Regions from separate parts of the Gossypium hirsutum genome. Here regions 1 and 2 are each linked to region 3. A link is a contact called in public Hi-C data. All regions are on one chromosome and are shown on one strand. The core of a region is the stretch at or near the end of the contact, and the rest is flanking DNA. Distances in the headings are between cores, read along the strand shown. Region 1 holds the start of LOC107957493 (transcription factor IIIA). Region 2 holds the start of LOC107957495 (threonylcarbamoyladenosine tRNA methylthiotransferase). Region 3 holds the start of LOC107957487 (NDR1/HIN1-like protein 6).

Region 1 (2,700 bases), core at 79-2,578, 150 kb before region 3:
GAGTTTTCCTTGGTGCTGAAGAAGGTGGCGATTCAAGTGGTCTTTCCTCCTGTAGCTAGCATGACAATCTTCAACCGAACAAACAAATGGCCTCTGTAACAAAAGAAAGATTATTAGAATTACAAGTACATAACAACCAATATTGATGCATGCATGCACATTAACAAGTCTTCAAACCTCAAAAGTATACCACACCGCGTGATTGAGGCTCACTTGATGGAGCTTCTCAGGAGGTCTCCCAACCTGATACTGGTCCATTCAAGTTACAACAATGTAGCCTCTCGCATTTTGGAGTTCTTTTTGTGGGATCCAATGCTTCACGCTATAACATCCATTGGTTACATTATAAAATGAAGTGACTCCTGCAAAAAAGTATGTCATAAATCATAAGTGGTAATCTATGTTACACAGGCTCTTCATTTTCACTATTGCAACCTTGTCTTGCATAGCTGAAAGTATGATCCTCCAAAAATATAAATAAACTTAAAACAATTGAGCTTATCTATATCAAAAATGGATACACTCAAACAGGTAAGAGAGGTGGTAGTAAGATACAAGACATCAGGATACAGAGATAGGTTGTTTAGTCACTTATCATATGATTGTTTAAAATTGCTATAAAATTAAGGCAAATAAAACAAATACCAAAATCATGTTTAACCGTGAAGTTGGTTTATGAGTAAGCCAAATCTTCAAAAACTATCATTCTCCCATATATCTAAATATGGCAGATAGCAAAGTATCAACTAAGATTAAGTTAACAAGGTATTAGTTATTGGGCAATCAAAAGGATTATTTAAAAAAAAATTTGACCGTGAAACTAATTACAAGTTAAAAAGACCTCAAGCGAGTGGCTTTGCAAGTGTTGCTTCAAATAAGCAGGCTTCTTGAAAGAAGCACCGCACTCTTCACATGTATTTGAAGATGAAGCTCCCTCTTCTTCCTTTCCCCTTTTGTTTACTTCGTCCTGAACCAAACCCACAGTTCAAAACAAAAATAAATCTTCAGACTTAAAGCCAATTTGAATTGAAAAGGGAAAAGAAAGAAGAAGCCATTGGCAGGTACCGTATGATGAGTGAGAATGTGGGAGTTGATGAGAGACTTCTTAGATCTGCAGATTCCACAAAATTCGCAGTAATAACGCCTTATGTCTTTGAAGATGGCTCCTCCTACTTTTTTTTCTTCTTCCATTTTTAATGGATTTTCGCGGAGACTGGTTGTTAAGGACAGCAAACAGGCGAGCCGCTCTGGAAACCCTACGCTGGAGACACAAGATATTCATATATACCCTAATTACCCAAGTATTTGCCTTGGAAGGTAATGTTTTAATAGACAGGATTGGCCCATCCAATTTTGTTGAAAATAATGAATTTCTTAATGCTTTTGTTTTTAATTAAAAGTACTTAATATATAATTTAATATTTGAACCATAATTTTTTGGAATTAGTAATATTTCCGTGCGGATTAATCTTATAAAAATTTAACAATATTTGTAATTGTTCAATAAAATTGCATTAATACTAAATTTTGTACTACAATTTAAATGTAAAATATAAAATATAAAATAAAATATTCATTTATAGTTATTTTTAATTAACATGATATTCACGTGTACTAAATAAAATGGATTAATAAAATAAATATAATGAAAAATAAAAAAAAGTAAATAATAGAATAAAATAATATGCTAATTAAGATTCAAAAGTATGGATGGTTTTTCGGAAAAGAAGTATAAATAGTTTTATAAATAGAAAACTCTTGAAAAATGAAAATAGATTGGTGAACTAAGATTAAAGCTATGTAATGTTTAAAAAAGTAAAAAAAATTCAAGATTCAAAATATTTAGTATAAACATTTTTATTAAAACAAAAAAATTTAAGGAAAAAAATAGAAAAGTTTAAAAAACACAAAAAAATGTACAAAAGTAATTCAAATTACAAATTTTATAAAATACTTAAGAATAAAAAAATTTAATTCAAAATGTACACTAGATTGAGAATCATGTGGTTTATATAAAGTATATTATAGTATAAGTATTATGAATTTCTTTAATACTCTAAATCCATTTTTAAATTTGCCTATATGCTTTAGATAAATTGAGATTCTTTTTCACAACAATGTATGGCATCCCGAATGGTTTGAGACGAAGACTACTATGGGAGAGATTAAGTTGTGCTGCTCATCAGTCAACGATAGTATGGATCATACTTGGAGATTTTAATGCTTTATTACACGAGAATGAGACACAGGGTGGTTCCGGAAGTTGAGCTGCAAGCTTTTAAGAATTTTGTGTTTAATAATAACCTGAAGGATCTTGGTTTCACAGGACCCAAATTTACAAGGAGTGGAAGGTCCCCTATGAACGTCTTGACAAAGTATAACGTAATTTGGCTTGGGAACTACTGGAGCCTATGTTAATAATGTACCATCTGCCAAGAATAAAGCCAAATCATAGACCTCTGTTACTGAAGACTCTAAATCATAGCAGAGACACTAAAGTTAAACCATTTTACTACTTCTCCGGATGGCTTTCACATATTGGTTTTAATGAGCAAGTTAAGGCAAATTGAGACAATAACAAAGCTTTGTCAAACACGATAAAGAACTTCGCAGCTGCTGTGACAGTGGAACTCAAAAGTGTTTGGGAGCATTCGGTTCAAGAAACAGAAGTTGACAGCGAAACTTCAGAGTGTATAAGCA
Region 2 (2,700 bases), core at 141-2,640, 170 kb before region 3:
AAGGTAATGACAATCAAGAAAAGGATAATAACAAATTAAATTAATTCAATGGTGCAAGCCTTACGTATTTATTAGCCAAAGGTCTCCCTCCTCAGGATTGTCAGATATTGCATAGCCAAATGCTGAAAGCTGACCCGCCATATATTCACTGTCACTCTGACAAGATGTCAAAGTATCAGATAAACTAAAAGCAAAAATCAAATTGAATTCTAGACTTGGAAAGATGTATGAACATGAGTGAGATGGGCTGCACCTTTATTCTTTTTCACAACAACACGTTAAAACTCAATTACAAGATCAGGTTTGACATGTAATCAATACAACTAGTATCTTTAATATTAAAAGATTTTAAATTAGTATAGATAACACGATATATTACAAAAGCAATTTTTGGTTAGATATAAGGTTTTCTCATATTCAATGACTTTCAAGTGTTAACCTATGTTACCAGGACTAGGGAATGAGTGTCACACACGGGTATGCTTAGTTTTTCTTTAAGTTTTATCACATAATTGGAAGATCAACCTGATATTCGAATATAGGTTGACAAGTGTTGGACTCTAGAACAAGTATTGGATACAAGTATGTATATAGGTATGCTCTTTTATTTTTCTAAGTTTCTTCATATAATTGGAGGATCAACCTCCATACCACATTATTATAGAAAATAAAGTAATAAACTCAAATTCACAAGACATAAGAGCTCAAGGCAGGGTGCCTGCTATTTCAACTATTTAACATCCATGAATTTCAATCATATCTTATGGATAAGCATGTAAGACACAAACTCTTGGTGAATCTAAGTATTTGAGGGAACAAAAAGAAAGAGCTAAAAAGAAGTTAGCATTCAGATATTTACAACAAGACAAAAACGCAGTTCATTGAGTAAACCACAGTTTTTGGGTCTTCTTTTAAGCTCAAAACCACCCATTAAGCTATTTCCTAAAACATTACAAATTAAAAAAAAAAGGAAAACTTGCCTGGTTATGTGAGCATCCAAAAGTCTTGACATAAATAGTCTGCAACAAAGAAATTGAAAAAGAAAAAGAATGAATAACTATTTACAAATTGATAAATGATAAATATAATTATATTAGGAAGTAAGAAGGACCTGAGTGCCAGGGATTTTGGGAGGATCATTCATTTGAGAAACCTTGCTGGGTTTGGCTTTGTTCTTTTTCCTGGGATTAACTCCAACCGCATTCAAAGGTAACCTAAACCCAGGAGGAGCTCCGCCGCTGCCGACCAACAAATCTTCTATGTCTTCCATTTCCTTGGATCGTCCCTTTCGACTTCAGAGGCCGCTGCACTGCAAAGTGCAGGATAGAAAAAAAGCAAACCAGACCCTGTTCTGCCAAAAAGTGAGCTTTGGGTTCACTAATCGGGCTTTTGCTTCACTTTAATTCATTCCAAAACTATAATAAAGACAGAACTTGCTGGGCTTTTGTTTTCTGATGTGAACTAGAAGCTCAAAACAGCCCAAGTTTTCTGGTCCCTAATAAAGCATACCAGTAAAAAGAAACACTCCCGATTTTTAAATTGAGCAAATTCGTCCCTACAAAAAAAACTGGAGTAATTTAATACCTTTCAATTTTGAAAGTGAGAAATTGAGGAAAATTAATCACAGTATTAATGGCTTTCATAAATTTTGTATATTTTTTATTGGTATACTAACAAATTTAGCCTTCAATCTTTACATATTTTGTTAATTTGATTTTGATTCTAAAAAAATCAACAAATTTAGCCTCAACATTTACACATTTATAGAAATATTGTGGGCTAAATTTATTAAATCTTGACCAAATTGATAGAATGTGTAAATTATGAGAGCCAAATTTGTTATTATATTAGTCAAATTTATGTAAATTTGATGAAAAATATTAACAATGTGATTAATTATTCTTAATTGCTCAATTTTGAAATCGATAATGATTAAACTGCTCTGTTTTTTTAAAAAAAACAAATTTACTCAATATTAAAATTTAGAGAGACTGAAGAAGTGTGTTAACCCATATATACGATGAAGGTTTTGAAAAAATAAAGGGTTAATGCAAATTTTGACTGCAATTAGATTTATTTTGGTTTTTTAGTCTATTTTAGTACATGAATTTATTAATTAGGTTTTATTTTGGTCATTCAAATTAGAAAAGTGTAAAAGTCTATTTTAATTTATTTATCATTAGGTTTGTTATTTTTAAGTAATGTCATGATATAATCTCAAAATATTATATTATCAAACTTATACATATTTTTCCAATTTAATGGTTAAATTTAAATACTAAAATAGAAAAAAAAAGATACAAATACTAAAATGGAGGAAAAAATTATATTAACCAAAAAGATATAAGGTCTAGGGTGCAATGGATTTGAGTGATAGAGAGCGGGAGATATAATGTAGGGTAGGCAAGCCAAGTGGCCTTCGTATATAATAAGTGATGGCATCCTTTATCCAGTTCTCTTCAGCCTCAATTAAAAATAAATATTTTGTGGTGCTACTTTCTTTATTTGTTTACGAGTTAATAGGTTCAGCACTTCATTCCACTCTCATCTCACAATGGCAAATCTCTCAGCTTTACCTCATCTTCCTCAATACACTCCTGGGATGCTAATTAATGGAAATAAGCAGCTAATTAAATCCAGAGCTTTCCCTGTCTTTGCTGCAAAATCTGGTCCCTTAAACTCGGTAATTAAACTCTCTTT
Region 3 (2,700 bases), core at 167-2,666:
GGAGATTGTCCTTGCTGTCAAATGATACTGTTGGTTATGTGGTTCAATCATTTTGTTCCGCTGAGTATATTTGAATATGCACAAGTGAATTGAAGAGTACAAGATGTCACTTCGTAGCATCTATTTGGCAAGGAGGACAAATCCAAGCCTGGGAACGGAATCTATTTTCTCTTAAATCATTTCGGCTTTAACATTCAATATTTAGTCAATACTATTCGAAGCTCTGACCCATTTTAAAACAACAATTTTGTTTTTAAAAAATGTTTCCTGAATCTAATATTTTTGTCATCACTCCCAAATTTCGGATTTTGAAAAGAATAGGATATTACTATTATGATCTTCAACAAAAGAAAAAAAGGGTAATACTATTGTATAATATATAGGTCTAGAAATAAATAAGAAATTACAGAGCTAGGTGCAAACAAAACAGTGTTTATTTTATAATATGGAGGACAAAACCTCATAAAAATCCTCCATTCTTATGGCAATACCAATATTAAAGAACATAAACAAAAAAATGTGGATCAAGTAATATAAATGATATATTATATCCCACCCCCCATGGCCGTAGTTATAAACTCTAAAGTCTAAGCCTAAAGCTGCAACTACTGCTCGAAATTCTGATGGCATTGTCAGCAGATAAAGCATTCACCACAAGGCGGCACCTAATCCTGAACTTCATTTTCATGAGCTTTAAGCTCCCAAGCTTAACCCTCACAGTCTGTTTAGCCCTCAGCATCAAGGGTATGTTCCCCGTCATCTGCTGCTGCTGTTGCAGTGCCGTCAGCAACACGGTACCGTTCTGGACTTGCCCTGTCATCGGCAATACCAGCACGGTCGTGTTCCGATGACCTTGGTAGAATTTGGGTAACGCCCCTTCACATAGTTGGGTTTCATTGTACCATACGGTTATATGACTACCTCCGTCATAATATATTCCGATTCTTTTATTGGGGTTTCTGGCGGTGATGTTAACATCGAAGCTAGCAGATAAGCTGGAATTGGCTGAGCTGAGATCGAACTGCGTAACCCGCAGGCCGTCGATAGAATACTTGGGTAGCTTTGGTCGGAAAACAAGGAATAAGATGCCGACGATAATCCCCAGAATGACGATCAGAAGCAAGAGAAGAGACAGCGTCCAACACATGCACCTGCAACAACAGCTTCTTCTTTTCTTGGGAGCTGTCGAATGCTTAACAGGAGGAGAAGGGCCATGGGACCGGGAGTTGAGTGGATGTTGCTCGACAGGGTTACCGGTGTCGGATTTAGAAGTGCCTAGAGGAACCAAGGGAGCACTGGGGGAGGTTTCTGGCGGCGCTTCCACGTCTGGGACGGGATGGATTTTCTGTTGGTCCGCCATTGATGATGTATTCAATTCAATTCAAGCCTCTAAGGGAAGGTAACCATATAAATTTATTTTCTAAAATAAACCTTGAGAAAAATAGAATTAATATAGAGCAGGGGAAGGAAGCTATTGATTAAGTCATACAATAGAAGCTTCCTTTATTTGACTTTTTTCCTAAAGACGAAGTTTTGATCCAAATATTCACCTAATGGTCCGCATTCATATTACAATGCTTTTGTAATTAAAACATGTTGTTTGATGATATATATTTTATATTTAACTTTTTTTTAATAATTTCCTTCTCAACCCTATTTTTTCTTTATTTATATAGTCTTTTCTCAATTCTTTAAATAGGAAAATAGCATACTTTCAAATTTACGTTCTCTCGTATTGACAATAATGACACATCAATCGAATTGAAACTCAATTATTATTTTATTAAATTTTTTAATACAACATAAATTATTATATCACATTTAAAATTTATTTTTCTTTTCATAATAAAAAAAATTTGTGAGTTAGAAACAGATTGGGAATTCAGAATTGTTATAAAATTGACTGTAGACCAAGTTGAACCACGTGGATGGTAAATCAGCACTAATTTTATTGTTATATTTTTGAATTTGGGAGATCAGCACATAGACTTAGGATTTGTTAAAGGTTGGTCATCAGGTTTTTCATATGATAATAATCATAATTTCTAATGGTTAAAATTCTCTATTAATCCTTGTCCTTTACAAATGTTTTAAATTTAGTCCTCGTACTTTAGTTTGATCAATTTTAGTCCCTGTACTTTTCAAATTTTTGAAATTTTAATGTTGGCCCAACCAATAGCTATTAAAGCTGTTTGTTTAAATTCAATTACTAGTTATACAATATACATACTTTTGTAGATTGTTAATCCATTAATTGATTTTTCTTTTAGTGAGGAATATGTAGAAATAACAAGCCAACATAACATTAAATATATGATAATATGTTTGACGCATCAGATTTAGAAATAAAAAAATTTAACTCAATGAATTTAACAGTTATGATATGGTGATAACTGAAATTTAAAAATTTAAAAAGCACATGGTATAAAAATGACCAAATTAAATTGTAGAGACTAAATTCACAACTTTTACAAAGTATAAGGACTAATAGCAGAGTTTAACAAATTATAATAGTCAAATTGGACAAAATAGAAGCCTGTACTTGAACTAATGACACATATCGAACTTAATGTTGAAAAAAAGGAATAAAAAGTAGAGAAAATTACAAAATATTTGTTGAGGATGGCATCAACTACTTGGAAGGGGGATAAATGATACGCCATAAATCAAAGGAGCCGCCTTCAAAATTGAAGGGGAAAG

What was found. Hi-C and Micro-C count contacts between places; a contact is called where the count stands out from the background.
Region 1: a contact with region 3 is called in a Hi-C map of leaf, with 3 times the contacts expected there. The contact joins the promoter of LOC107957493 here to the promoter of LOC107957487 in region 3. A contact is called at or near these places in 8 of 34 Hi-C or Micro-C datasets (callus, leaf and seedling).
Region 2: a Hi-C map of leaf shows a contact between it and region 3, with 2.7 times the contacts expected there. The contact joins the promoter of LOC107957495 here to the promoter of LOC107957487 in region 3. A contact is called at or near these places in 4 of 34 Hi-C or Micro-C datasets (callus, leaf and seedling).

The regions. Positions count from the first base shown.
Region 1 is chrA05:31,899,507-31,902,206 of Gossypium_hirsutum_v2.1, forward strand. It overlaps LOC107957493 (transcription factor IIIA), which reads right to left and starts at 1,329. Exons shown (of 6, transcript XM_016893003.2): 1 at 1,066-1,329; 2 at 842-967; 3 at 1-93. The coding sequence starts at 1,191.
Region 2 is chrA05:31,872,811-31,875,510 of Gossypium_hirsutum_v2.1, forward strand. LOC107957495 (threonylcarbamoyladenosine tRNA methylthiotransferase) reads right to left here and starts at 1,391. Exons shown (of 11, transcript XM_016893012.2): 1 at 1,112-1,391; 2 at 981-1,019; 3 at 65-156. The coding sequence starts at 1,270. LOC107961217 (protein PHOTOSYSTEM I ASSEMBLY 2, chloroplastic) reads left to right here and starts at 2,366. Exons shown (of 4, transcript XM_016897415.2): 1 at 2,366-2,683. The coding sequence starts at 2,555.
Region 3 is chrA05:32,044,862-32,047,561 of Gossypium_hirsutum_v2.1, forward strand. LOC107957487 (NDR1/HIN1-like protein 6) reads right to left here and starts at 1,417. Exons shown (of 1, transcript XM_016892999.2): 1 at 369-1,417. The coding sequence starts at 1,360. The coding sequence ends at 581.